Regions from separate parts of the Sus scrofa genome. Here region 2 is linked to region 1. The links are chromatin contacts, called in public Hi-C maps. All regions are on one chromosome and are shown on one strand. Each heading gives the region's core, a stretch centred on a gene start, on an enhancer-like site or on the middle of the called end of the contact. The rest is flanking DNA. Distances are from core to core; before and after follow the strand shown.

Evidence for each region. A called contact is a pair of places that touch in the nucleus more often than the background predicts.
Region 2: a contact with region 1 is called in a Hi-C map of fetal liver, with 1.8 times the contacts expected there. The contact joins the promoter of SLC22A16 here to the promoter of DDO in region 1. A contact is called at or near these places in 5 of 47 Hi-C or Micro-C datasets (epiblast stem cells, fetal liver, heart right ventricle and 2 more) and 1 of 2 datasets of contacts at active chromatin or transcription factors (skeletal muscle).

What each region holds. Positions count from the first base shown.
Region 1 is chr1:76,415,119-76,420,555 of Sscrofa11.1, forward strand. DDO (D-aspartate oxidase) reads right to left here and starts at 2,029. Exons shown (of 5, transcript NM_001097426.1): 1 at 1,965-2,029.
Region 2 is chr1:76,466,052-76,471,488 of Sscrofa11.1, forward strand. It overlaps SLC22A16 (solute carrier family 22 member 16), which reads right to left and starts at 2,216. Exons shown (of 8, transcript XM_021091125.1): 1 at 1,738-2,216.

The sequences.
Region 1 (5,437 bases), core at 779-3,278:
TCCATGGAGTTGAGACATCAGCATAAACCAGCCTGGAGTTGCCTTTAGAACATAGGCCAGGTGAGTAGGTCTGCATTTGAAGGGAGATTTCTACTCATTCCTAAACCACTTTCCCTATGGGCACAGCCCAGGGAAGTTTGATGAAGTAAGCTGGATGAACAGAGCAGCAGAGCTGCTTCCAGAAACCTCCTGAGGAGCAGCCACTGAAGGGCATGACCCATAGGCAATTTAGAACCCAGCTCTTACTGATCACAAACTAGTTTTTAATTATAAAAATGTGACACAAAGTCTGAGCAACCAGACTCGGCATCTCTTTTCCTGCTCCCCACTCTAATGGGTGAAAACCTTCCCTCCATCCTCCCCCTGACTCCCCCCACACACACCCCCTCTACCCCTGTCCTGAAACCTCACCCTTTGAGAGCAGACTTTCCAGATAAGGAATGTGGCTTTCTTCGTGGGCTCAAGTTCTAATTCTATACCCTGGGCAGTGACTCCCAGTCTCCTTGCCTCAACTCCCTCATCTGTAAACCAAGCTAGATGAATTCTTTTTTTTTTTTTTTTTTTTTTTTTTTGGCTTTTCAGGGCCACAGGTGTGGCATATGGAAGTTCCCAGGCTGGGGGTTGAGTAGAAGCTGCAGCTGCTGACCTACAGCACAGCCACAGCCACAGCAACATGGGATAAGAGCTGCATCTGTGACCTACTCCACAGCTCACGGCCATGCTCATGGATCCTTAACTCACTGAATGAGGCCAAGGATCGAACCCACATCCTTATAGATACTAGTCAGGTTCATAACCCACTGAGCCATAATGAGAACTCCCAAGCCAGATGAATTCTTTATTAGCGCCTGTGGATGGTAAATAAGAGAGACCCACTGAGGTTGTCATATAAGGAGGGGTTCTTCTAAGACTTCATATGGAAATGCAGGGGACAGATATTCAGAGGCCTGGGCTGGGCATCCTGAGACTAGAACCCAAGATGGGAAGCAGAGGGTTGACGAAGGCTCGATGCCTTTCTACTGCCTCACCTCCAAGCAGCAGGAACCCCCTGAGCCCTGTCCACTCTCAGCTTCCCTGTTCCCTATTCTGTCCCTGCTTATCTTCAGTCCCTGCTGTTAACCTTTCCTTAATAGGTCTCAAGTAGAAACTCCAGATGGAGAAAATGCAATTGGTCCAGTTGGTCATCACTTTGCCTTCTGAACAAAGCTCCAGCACCAGGCCAGCTTATTGGGGTAAGGCAGGCTGTAAAGCTGCCCTTGGCACAGTTGCTCTTCCCTGTCCAATCAGCGGCAGCCAGAGCATCAGGTCATGTGGTAAAAATCATGGCCACCTGCCCGTAAAATTCACTTTTCCTCAGGAGGGGGCAGGCGGTTCCCTCTGCTGTGCACAGGGCAAGGGTGACAGGGTCGGCTGCCAGGGCTCTCTTCCAGCTCTGATGGTCTCCGGCACAAAGATACTTTAATGTCCTCCACTGTGATTTTGTGTCTGTTATTTCTATTTCTCAAGCCGTACAAACATTTCCTCAGCCGTAAGTTTATCTGACTGCTCCCCAGTGGGCTGGCTAGCTGAGAAGGAGCAGGATTGCCAGGCGGGAGAGAAGCGAAGTGAAGGGTGCAGGACAAGGGGCAGATCAGTGGAGGGTGGCCACCCTGAGGAGCGCAGCCTTGTGCCTGTCCCCTGCCACGTAGAAAGCAGGCACCTATCCCCTTATGACTTTCTTATTTCACAATGGCCTCCCCTCCCCAGCAACTTTCTCAAAATAGCTCTAATAAGTTGAGAGAGAAAGGAATCTGTGGCTGAGAATATCCAGCTATCGGGGAAGAGAAAAGTGACCCAGCAAGGTGAGTACTGTCTGGCCTGGAGACCTGTGAACCACTGTCACTTGATCCCACTAGGACACGCTCCTAAATTCCCAGAGTAGGCTCAGAACCACCCCTGAGCCCAAAGCAGGAGGATTCAAGTACCTGTCTTTGAGAACGCAGCCTTGGCACCCACAGAAGGCTCTGGCACCAACTCTTGTTTTCCCAGTGAGAGGCTGGTCTAGTTCCCTGAGAGGCAGGAGAAACAAAACTGCTTCCCATTGGGGAATTTATTAAGGACAGTTCTTCTAACCTTAATTTCCATTGGTCCTCATGCCTGCGTCTCTGTCAGTTATTCCTCTGGAGAAGGGAGTGATTGACCTCATCTGGAAAGCTCTGTGGAGCTGCAGCTCTTTACTGATCTCCCTGGAGCTGGTCCACCCTCAGCAGCCCTTCTCTTTCTAGTTTACAAACACTCTGTCTTGCCACAGATCTGGAATTTCTCCAGCTGACTTGTAGGCATGGGAAAGATAGGGGTGAACCTGTCCAACTTCCAGTAAGTTCCACCTAGAAGCAGACACTAGTTTCCTCATTTGACTGCCCAGAGTGAGCTGTCCTCTCCCTTCGGTTCCTGGCTCTGCTGGGTCAGCTGGTGGGGGTGGGAGTGGAGGGTGGTGAGGGCAGAATAATATTGTTGATCACTAAGATGATGACCTGATAGCAGCTGGAAAAATTACTCAGGAGGTAATCTAGTATAAGGACCAAATGATTCTTTAGCCCGCATATTCAAATATTTGCTCAGTGTCCACAATGCAGTAAACACTCTACAATAAGTTTGTTTACAAGGAAGCAGTTTGAAGTATCAAAATAATGGTAATAACATTGTAACTAATAATGTAACAATTGTAACTAATAATGGCATTAACCCTGTGCCAGCTATATGCATGATACCATATAACATAGTCACCCTATAAGCTAGGTACTGTTATTAATATCCCCACTCTATAGATGACTAAATTGAGCCTCCAAAAGACTAAGGAAGGGGGAGTTCCCTTCCTGGCGCAGCGGAAATGAATCCAGCTAGGAACCATGAGGTTTCAGTTCTGATCCCTGGCCTCACTCAGTGGGTTAAGGATCCAGCATTGCCGTGAGCTGTGTTGTAGATCACAGATGCAGCTTGGGTCCCGCGTTGCTGTGGCTCTGGCGTAGGCTGGTGGCTGCAGCTCCAATTAAACCCCTAGCCTGGGAACCTCCATATGCTGCAGGTGCAGCCCTAAAAAGACAAAAACAAACAAACAAAAAGGTCTAAGAAAGGGCCCAAAGTCTCTTGGCAAAGCCCCATCTGAGTGTTAGATTCTAAGGCACAAGGTCTTAACCTGTACTTTGGTGTCTGGAAACTTGTTTGTTTTACCGTGAGCAAGTCAGCCTACTTCTGAGTTTCAGTTTCCCCATTCAAAAAGTGGGAATGAACTAAATTTTTGTGAGCACATGCTGAATTAAAATGTGTAAAATTCATTCATTTATATATATGTACACATATATGAGCATTTACTATAAAGTCAATCAACAAACATTTACAGAGTAATCCCTCTGTCCAAGGCATGCTCCAGGGTTGACAGTGATTTAAGTATTGCTAAAATGATGCTTTCTCCCTTGAGAAAGGAAACAAAGTGGACTAAGGCAGCCCTCTAATAAGCAGCACCAACTTAGGCTTTGGGGGCTCAGGAGAGGGGAGCATGTGGACCCAAGTTCGGGAGCGAGGATGGGAAGTGAGGAAGGCTCCAGAGAATCAGTGAGATCTGGACGGACAAGGAAGAGGAGGGAGGGGCACCTCAGGGGGGAGGATGGTGTGAGCAAAGCCATAGAGGCGATAGTTCAAAGAGAGCTGAGGAAACAGTAGGTGGCTATATAGGGTTTGTGTGAGAGTGGAGGGTGAAAGTGTCAAAAATCTGGTGAGGATGGAGGACTCTATTTGAAAAGTATTGGGAGCCATGGAAGATGTCTGAGAGGACTTCTTCCTTCCCAGGTCAAGACTCTGCCTTCCTCTGACAGGAAGAAAAGGAAATATTTAGAAATGAAAGCAAGGAAGAAAGCTGTGTGTGTAAACAGAATCTTTTTATCTTGGGCTCTGGAGGTCCCCAGAGCCTCGCCTGTGCAGTGTGCTAGGGACTCCCAGCCCACCAGCCCCCCGACTGCTCTCTGTGGGTGTCAGGGGCTCATGATGTTAGCCTTGTGGGTGTGTTAGTCTGCCAGTAAATAAGGGGCCTCAAGCCAATGGAACTTGAATTCTTCAGAGGCTATTGAGAAAGTAAGGTCATGGGACCAGGGATTCAGCCATGCATGGCTACAGGTTGGGGCAGCGAAACAGGGAAGGGGTGTGTTCAGGGACATTCAAGTCTCTGATACATTGGTTTAGCTCTAACTCGGGACACAGAGGTAGGAGAGTGTCTATAACTGAATCCTTTCTTCCTTGTAAAATAAGACTTTCAAGACTTACTTGTTGGAATATTCAAGAGAATCTCTAAAGTTTGGTCCCTGATGGGGTAGGTGGGTCCAGAGAGGCAGGGAATAAATAAATGAGGGAAGTGAAGTCACTTAGGGAATTAGGAGTTGTCAGTAAATACAGGTGCAGTGTGGACTTCAGAGATAAAATGAACAGCCATTGCTGACTGGTGACATATTCAGATAAAACATGAACATCCACAACTCCCAGACACTCTGTTGGGGAAGCCACCGTAGACTGGCTTCACAGTCTGCATTCACAACCTTAAGTAAGAAAACACCCCTTTTCACCATCCATAAGAAGGTGTTAACTACCTCCTTTGCATAATGACATTTTATAGAATGAACTCTTTGTATTGAGCATAACGGTCAGTAAATATTTTCGGGCTTTTAAAAGTGTATAAACTTCACACCTCTCCAAAGCTGGATCTGTTCTTCTCTCCCTGCCCCCAATCTCTCTTAAAAGCTATATTGTTTGGTGTAAGGTCATATTAAAAATTTACTCTGAATGTATTCAATTGAGTACTCAGTTTTAAGGGGCTGACCTATCTCCTTTCCACTACTCTTATCAAATATTTACTGTAATATATATGTGTGTGTGTGTGTGTGTGTGTGTGTGTGTGTGTGTGTGTGTGTGTAACTGGGTCACTTTGCTGTACAGCAGAAATTGACACAACATTGTAAATCAACAATAATAAATTAAAAAATATATATTAAAAGAGAAGTCGATTTGCCCAAATGAGAAGGCTTATAGCCAGCCTTTTTTTTTTTTTTTTTTCTTTTTTAATCCCTATGCCTCCACTGCTTTTAACACTTCATTGCCTGTTAAAATCAAGTTGACGCATGGACTACAGTTAAAGAGAACTGATAGTAAGGTCACCTGCCTGAAGTTTACCTACCTATACATGGGTTGTTCACCGAGTTTTCCAATGCTGAGGTAAAATATTCCTTGAAATGTTTACAACCAGAGACAGATTAGTGTCTATGTATGACTAGTTTCCAACTATTAGATATACACTACAACAGTCTTTTTCAAGTATAAAATCAGAAAGTTGTAAACACTAAGATGCTAGAGGAACAAAGTACATTTGGTGACTGTAGGACTTATATTTGTGAGTTGTTATGCTGTAAAGCCC
Region 2 (5,437 bases), core at 966-3,465, 51 kb after region 1:
ATCATCTCTTCAACACAAGCCTGGAAGGAGCTAAGGCAGAAATGATTCTAGGATTTCCCGTAGTGGCTCAGTGTTCACTAGGAATTCAACTAGGAACCATGAGGTTTCAGGTTCGATCCCTGGCCGCACTCAGAGGATTAAGGATCCGACATCGGCATTACCGTGAGCTGTGGTGCAGGTCGCAGACGTGGCTCGGATCCTGCATTGCTGTGGCTCTGGTGTAGGCCGGCAACTGTAGTTCCGATTAGACCCCTAGCCTGGGACCCTCCATATGCTGCAGGTTCGGCCCCAGAAAAGACAAAAAAAAAAAAAAAAAAAAAAAGACAGACGCACACAAAAAATGATTCTAATTCTCATTTCATGAATAGGAAGCTGAGACACAGTACTCCCAGAATCACATTAGAGGTAAACGGCAGGCTGGAGTTCAGACTGAGCTGCAAACCTCTGATCAGCATGCTGTATGGACCCTCATCCAGCTGCCTCTCTTCCCAAAACGTTCTAGGTCAGACGGAGGAATGTTTCTCCATGAATGAATGAAGGAATGAATATATTTTAAATTTGACAAATGAAAAATTTTTGACAACTGTACAAAAAAAAAAAAAAGAGTGACAATGTAGAAAGGTCAAATCTGTGTCCCACCTTGAGGTAGCTGTGGGTCCCTGCTGCTACCAGCCTCAGTTTCCTGATGATTGAAGTAAGTATTCAACCCCCTCTGCAAGATTCCCTGGGCATCAAATGAAGCGCTGTGTAGCTGGCACTTGCTAAGTTTCTAAAAACAGCAAAAAAATCTAACGGTTGTTCCTGGGGCAATTCAATACCTGCTAGGCACTGCGGGAGACGCCACCGCGGGGCGGGGAAAGACAGCAGTTGCCTGGGGAAGTGAAAGAGGAGCCCATTTGGCGGATTACAGGAACGAGCCGCCAAGAACAGTCACTCTTCTATTCGTGTGCCCCAGCCTCTCCAGCCGGACCTCCCGACTCTGGCTCCCGCAGAGAGCGCGCCCCAGGTTCCACCTGCCCGGCAGTAAGCGCGCCAGGCGAGCCCCGCACCCGCCACTCCAGAAGCGAGCCGCGGCGCCCCTTGATCGCTCTGGGGAGGTCCCGGCGCCACAGTTCGAGAGCACAATCCTACTCAGGGTAGAAGGCTGAACGCTGGCCTCCCTACTCCTCTGGGAAAGGAGAGGTGGAGATGTTTTCCGAATGCGAGCGCCGCGCGAGAACCCAGCCGCAACGGAAAGAAACAGACCCCACCGGCGCCTCCACCCACGTGGCTCCCGCTCCCCCCGCACTGTCCTCCCTCCTCGCCCGCACCCCAGCTCCCTACCTGCCGAAGTGCCCCACGCGGTCAAAAATCACCTCCAAGTTGCCGGCCTCCATGGCGCCGCCGTGCACCACGACCGCGCGAAACTCACCAAGTGCCGGGGGCTGTGGGCACCACGCCCCGCCCCGCCCAACCCAGCTCGGCGGGCACCGCCGCCGCAAACCACCCGGCCCCCTCCGCCCGCCCGCGGGTCCGCCCAGGCTTCTGCGTCCAGTGCGCGTCAAAATGCTCGAGCCGCACGCGGACCCAGGTTGTGTTCCTTTCTCTTCCCTCCGAGCTAATCCCCTAATCCCTGTCGCCGCGGCCACTCGCCCAGCGCTGTAGGGTCCCGGAGCCTGCGATCTCCCGGTGCGCCCACCCCCAGGTCCGCCACTTCCCGCGCCCTCTCCTCCACCCCAACAGACCCTTGACACTCACCGCGTCGGTTTTGGTCGCCAGTCTGGAAGGAAGCGCCTGGAAAAAGGCTGTTACCCGACAGCCCAAGAGGTGGGCATGTCGAGACCCGGGTTCGGTCTGGAACCGCGCGTCTTGCAACCATGGCTCTCAAACTTTCGTGCTTGAGTCAGCCGCAGGACTTGGTTTTATATTCACATTTCTGGACTCCACTCTTGGGCACAAATATCGCTTTCTCGGAGAAGTCCAACAGTTTGAGGGGCCAGGACAGGGCTCTACAAAAGCAGAGCAAAAAGAATGGATTTTGATGACTCTAAGAAGCCTCAGGACCTGGTGGGGTTGTGTGAAAGATCTTTTGTTGACCAAAGGGCAAAGGGAACTCCCTAGGAATAAACGTTGAGAAGAGTGAGTACAGCAAACTTGTACTTTGAAAAGGACTTGAAAAAGTGAGGAAAGCCTATCTTCCTAAGTTCTTCCCTCCCTTGATTGTCACGGAGCCTAAAAGAACACTACTAAGATTTATTTATTTTTGCTATGCGTATTTTCTTTTGAAATACAAATATTCCTGGAATGATTATTCCATTAAGTAATAAACAGTTTGGAATGGATTTCTCTGATTAGGTAGATTTCTGCTAACTAGAGACATTTAAGGTAGGAAATGCTACGGAGGTACAGGTGGCGGGCGGGGGAGGGGGGGGAGTGAGGAGTAGCTTTGCCAAGAGCTGACCCTAGGCAAAGATGGGAACCACAGAGACCAGTCAAGACCCTCTATTGCTTCAAAGCACCAAAGGGAGAGTTACCTGGAAGAGATAAGGGGAAGGTTGAACTTTTATCTGCTATTCTAATAACAACAAATAGAAATGACACATAGGTAAAATGGACGAATTCCTTGAAATACAAACTACCAATACCCAATCAAGAAAAAAATAGATAACCAGAATAGCCCTATATCTATTAAAGAAATTCAACGTGTAGTTAAAAACCTTTGCAAAGTTAACTCCAGGCCCAAACATTTAAGGAAGAAATCATACTGACTTTTCACACACACACTTCAAGAAAACTGAAGAGTAGAAAATACCTCTCAACTCATTCTGACTCATTCTATGGGCCAATATTACCCTGATACCAGAACTAGGCAAAGACAAGAAAACTATAGACCAATACACCTCATGAACATAGCCACAAACAATTCTTAACAAAATGTTAGCAAATTGAACGCATCTTTACATAAAACACAATACGTCATGACCAAGTAAGTTTTATCCCAAGAAAGCAAGAAAATCGATCAATAAAATTTACCATACTAACTAAAAAAGAAGCACTTGACAAAAAACCCAACATCCTTTCACAATAAAAAACACCCAACAAACTAAGAATAAAAGGTATTACGATGTTTCTACCCATAGAATATTTCTGACATGAAATAGGAGTGGGGGTTCCTCATACCAACAACAAATTATCCAACTCTCCAAATACCTAAGTGACCTAAATTTAATTCAATTCTAACACTAACTGCTTGGAGTTAGCATTAGATCCCACAAATTAAAGGCTCAGTCCCAGAGTGCTGTCCCCTACTTCAGACGCCAATCACAAGCCCCAGGCCTCTTGTACTTCTAATCAACTAGCTACAAATCAGGGGTTCCCATGACCCCCTCCTCCGGTTCTATTATTTGCTGGAACAGCTCCCAGACCTCAGGAAAACACTTTACTTACATTTACCGATTTATCATAAAGGGTATTATAAAGGCTACAGATGAAGAGGTTCACAGGGCAGGGTATAGGGGAAGGGGCACAGAAGGCATGCCACCTTTCCAGCACCCCATTTGTTCTCCCAATCCCACAGTTCAGGGTGTTTTATGGAGGTCTCTCTACACAGGCTTGGTTGATTGAATCACCGGCTATGGGTGATCAGCTCAATCTCCAGCTCCTCTCCCCTCCCTGGAGGTCAGAATAGGGGAATGAAAGTTCCAACCCTCTAAGGCCTGCCTTGGTCTTTCTGGAAACCAGCCCCCGTTTTGAAGCTATCTAAAGTCCTCCAGCTAGAAGTCATTTCATTGCTGTAGCAGAAAGATACCCTTATCACTCTGGAGATTCTAAGGGTCTTAGAAGATTGTGTGTCAGGGAGTTAAGACCGAATATGAAAACAAAAATTCTCCTATCACCCCTGTCACTCAGGAACTTAACAGGGTTTAGGAGTTTTGTGCCAGAAATTGAGAATGAAGATGGAATATGCATTTCTTATTATATCACAGTATCGCAGAAGGGAATTTCCTCAATCTGATGAAGGGCATCAACAAAACACCTATAGCTAATAGTATACTTAATGTTGAAAGACTATCTTGCCCTAAGATCAGGAATAAGATAAGGATGCCCACTCTCACTACCATTATTCAGCTTTGTCCTGGGGGTTCGGGCAAGAAAAAGTAAAGTCTTCAGATTGGAAAGAAAGAAGTAAAACTGTCTGTATTCCCAGATGATATGATAATCTATGTAGAAAATCTGAAGGAGTTTACCCTCCCAAAAAAATTGTTAGAATAAATGACTTTGGCAAAGTTGTATGATACAAGATTAATATACAACAGTCAGGAGTTCCCGTCGTGGCTCAGGGGTTAGCGAAGACGACTAGCATCCACGGGTTTGATCCCTGGCCTTGCTCAGTAGGTTAAGGATCCTGTGTTGCCATGAGCTATGGTGTAGGTTGCAGACCTGGCTTGGATCTGGCATTGCTATGGCTATGGTGTGGGCAGTCAGCTACAGCTCCGATTGGACCACTAGCCTGGGAACCTCCATATGCCATGGGTGCAGCCCTAAAAAGACAAAAACAAACGAAAAATACAACAATCAATTGTATGTCTATACACTAGCAATGAAAATTTGGAAATTAAATTATTTTTAAAATAATTTGTAATAGCACTAAAAATATAAATACTTAAGGATAAATCTAACAAAAAATGTATGATAAAAAAAGATTTTTTTATCATAAAAATCTAGGTATGTGCATGTATTCTGCAACTTGATTTTTTCCTCTGCAGATTTGTTTGGGAAATACATGCATATTGATATGAGTAGCTCTAGTTCATTTCTTTTTCATTGCTATTTAGTACTCTGTTGTTCTAACATAGAACAATTTACTTAAACATTTTATAATTGATGGGCATGAAGACTGCATTCAAATTTTTACTACAACACTACTGCTATAATCAACGCTAAGTACATAGACTGGAGTTTTTCTAAGGTATGCACCTAGGAATGGAGTTGTTGTGTTGTAAGGCATGTATATCAACTTTATTAAATATTGCCAAATTGCTCTCCAAAGTGATTATACCAATTTGTCTTCCAACCAGGAGAGTTTAAAAGTTCTAATTTGTTCCACATCTTTGCCAATACTTGAGTATCAGACCTTTAGACATTAGTCAGTTTCAGAGATGTGGAATGGTATGACGTTGGAGCCTGTCACAACCATTTACTTAAGTCTGCTATTGTAGTATGACGCCAAGTGTAGACAGTATATGAATGAATGAGCATGACTATGTTCCAATAAAATTTATTTGTAGAAACAGGTGGCAGGCAAGATTTGGCCTATGGACTATAGTTTGCCAGTTCTTAGACTACATGATGCCACTGAGTGAGAGTGTAAAAAGAGAAGAGAGGGCAGAGCTCTGGGGCACTCCAACACTTAGAGAAAAATGGGAAGAGGAGGAGGATCAAAAAGATGAGATATTGC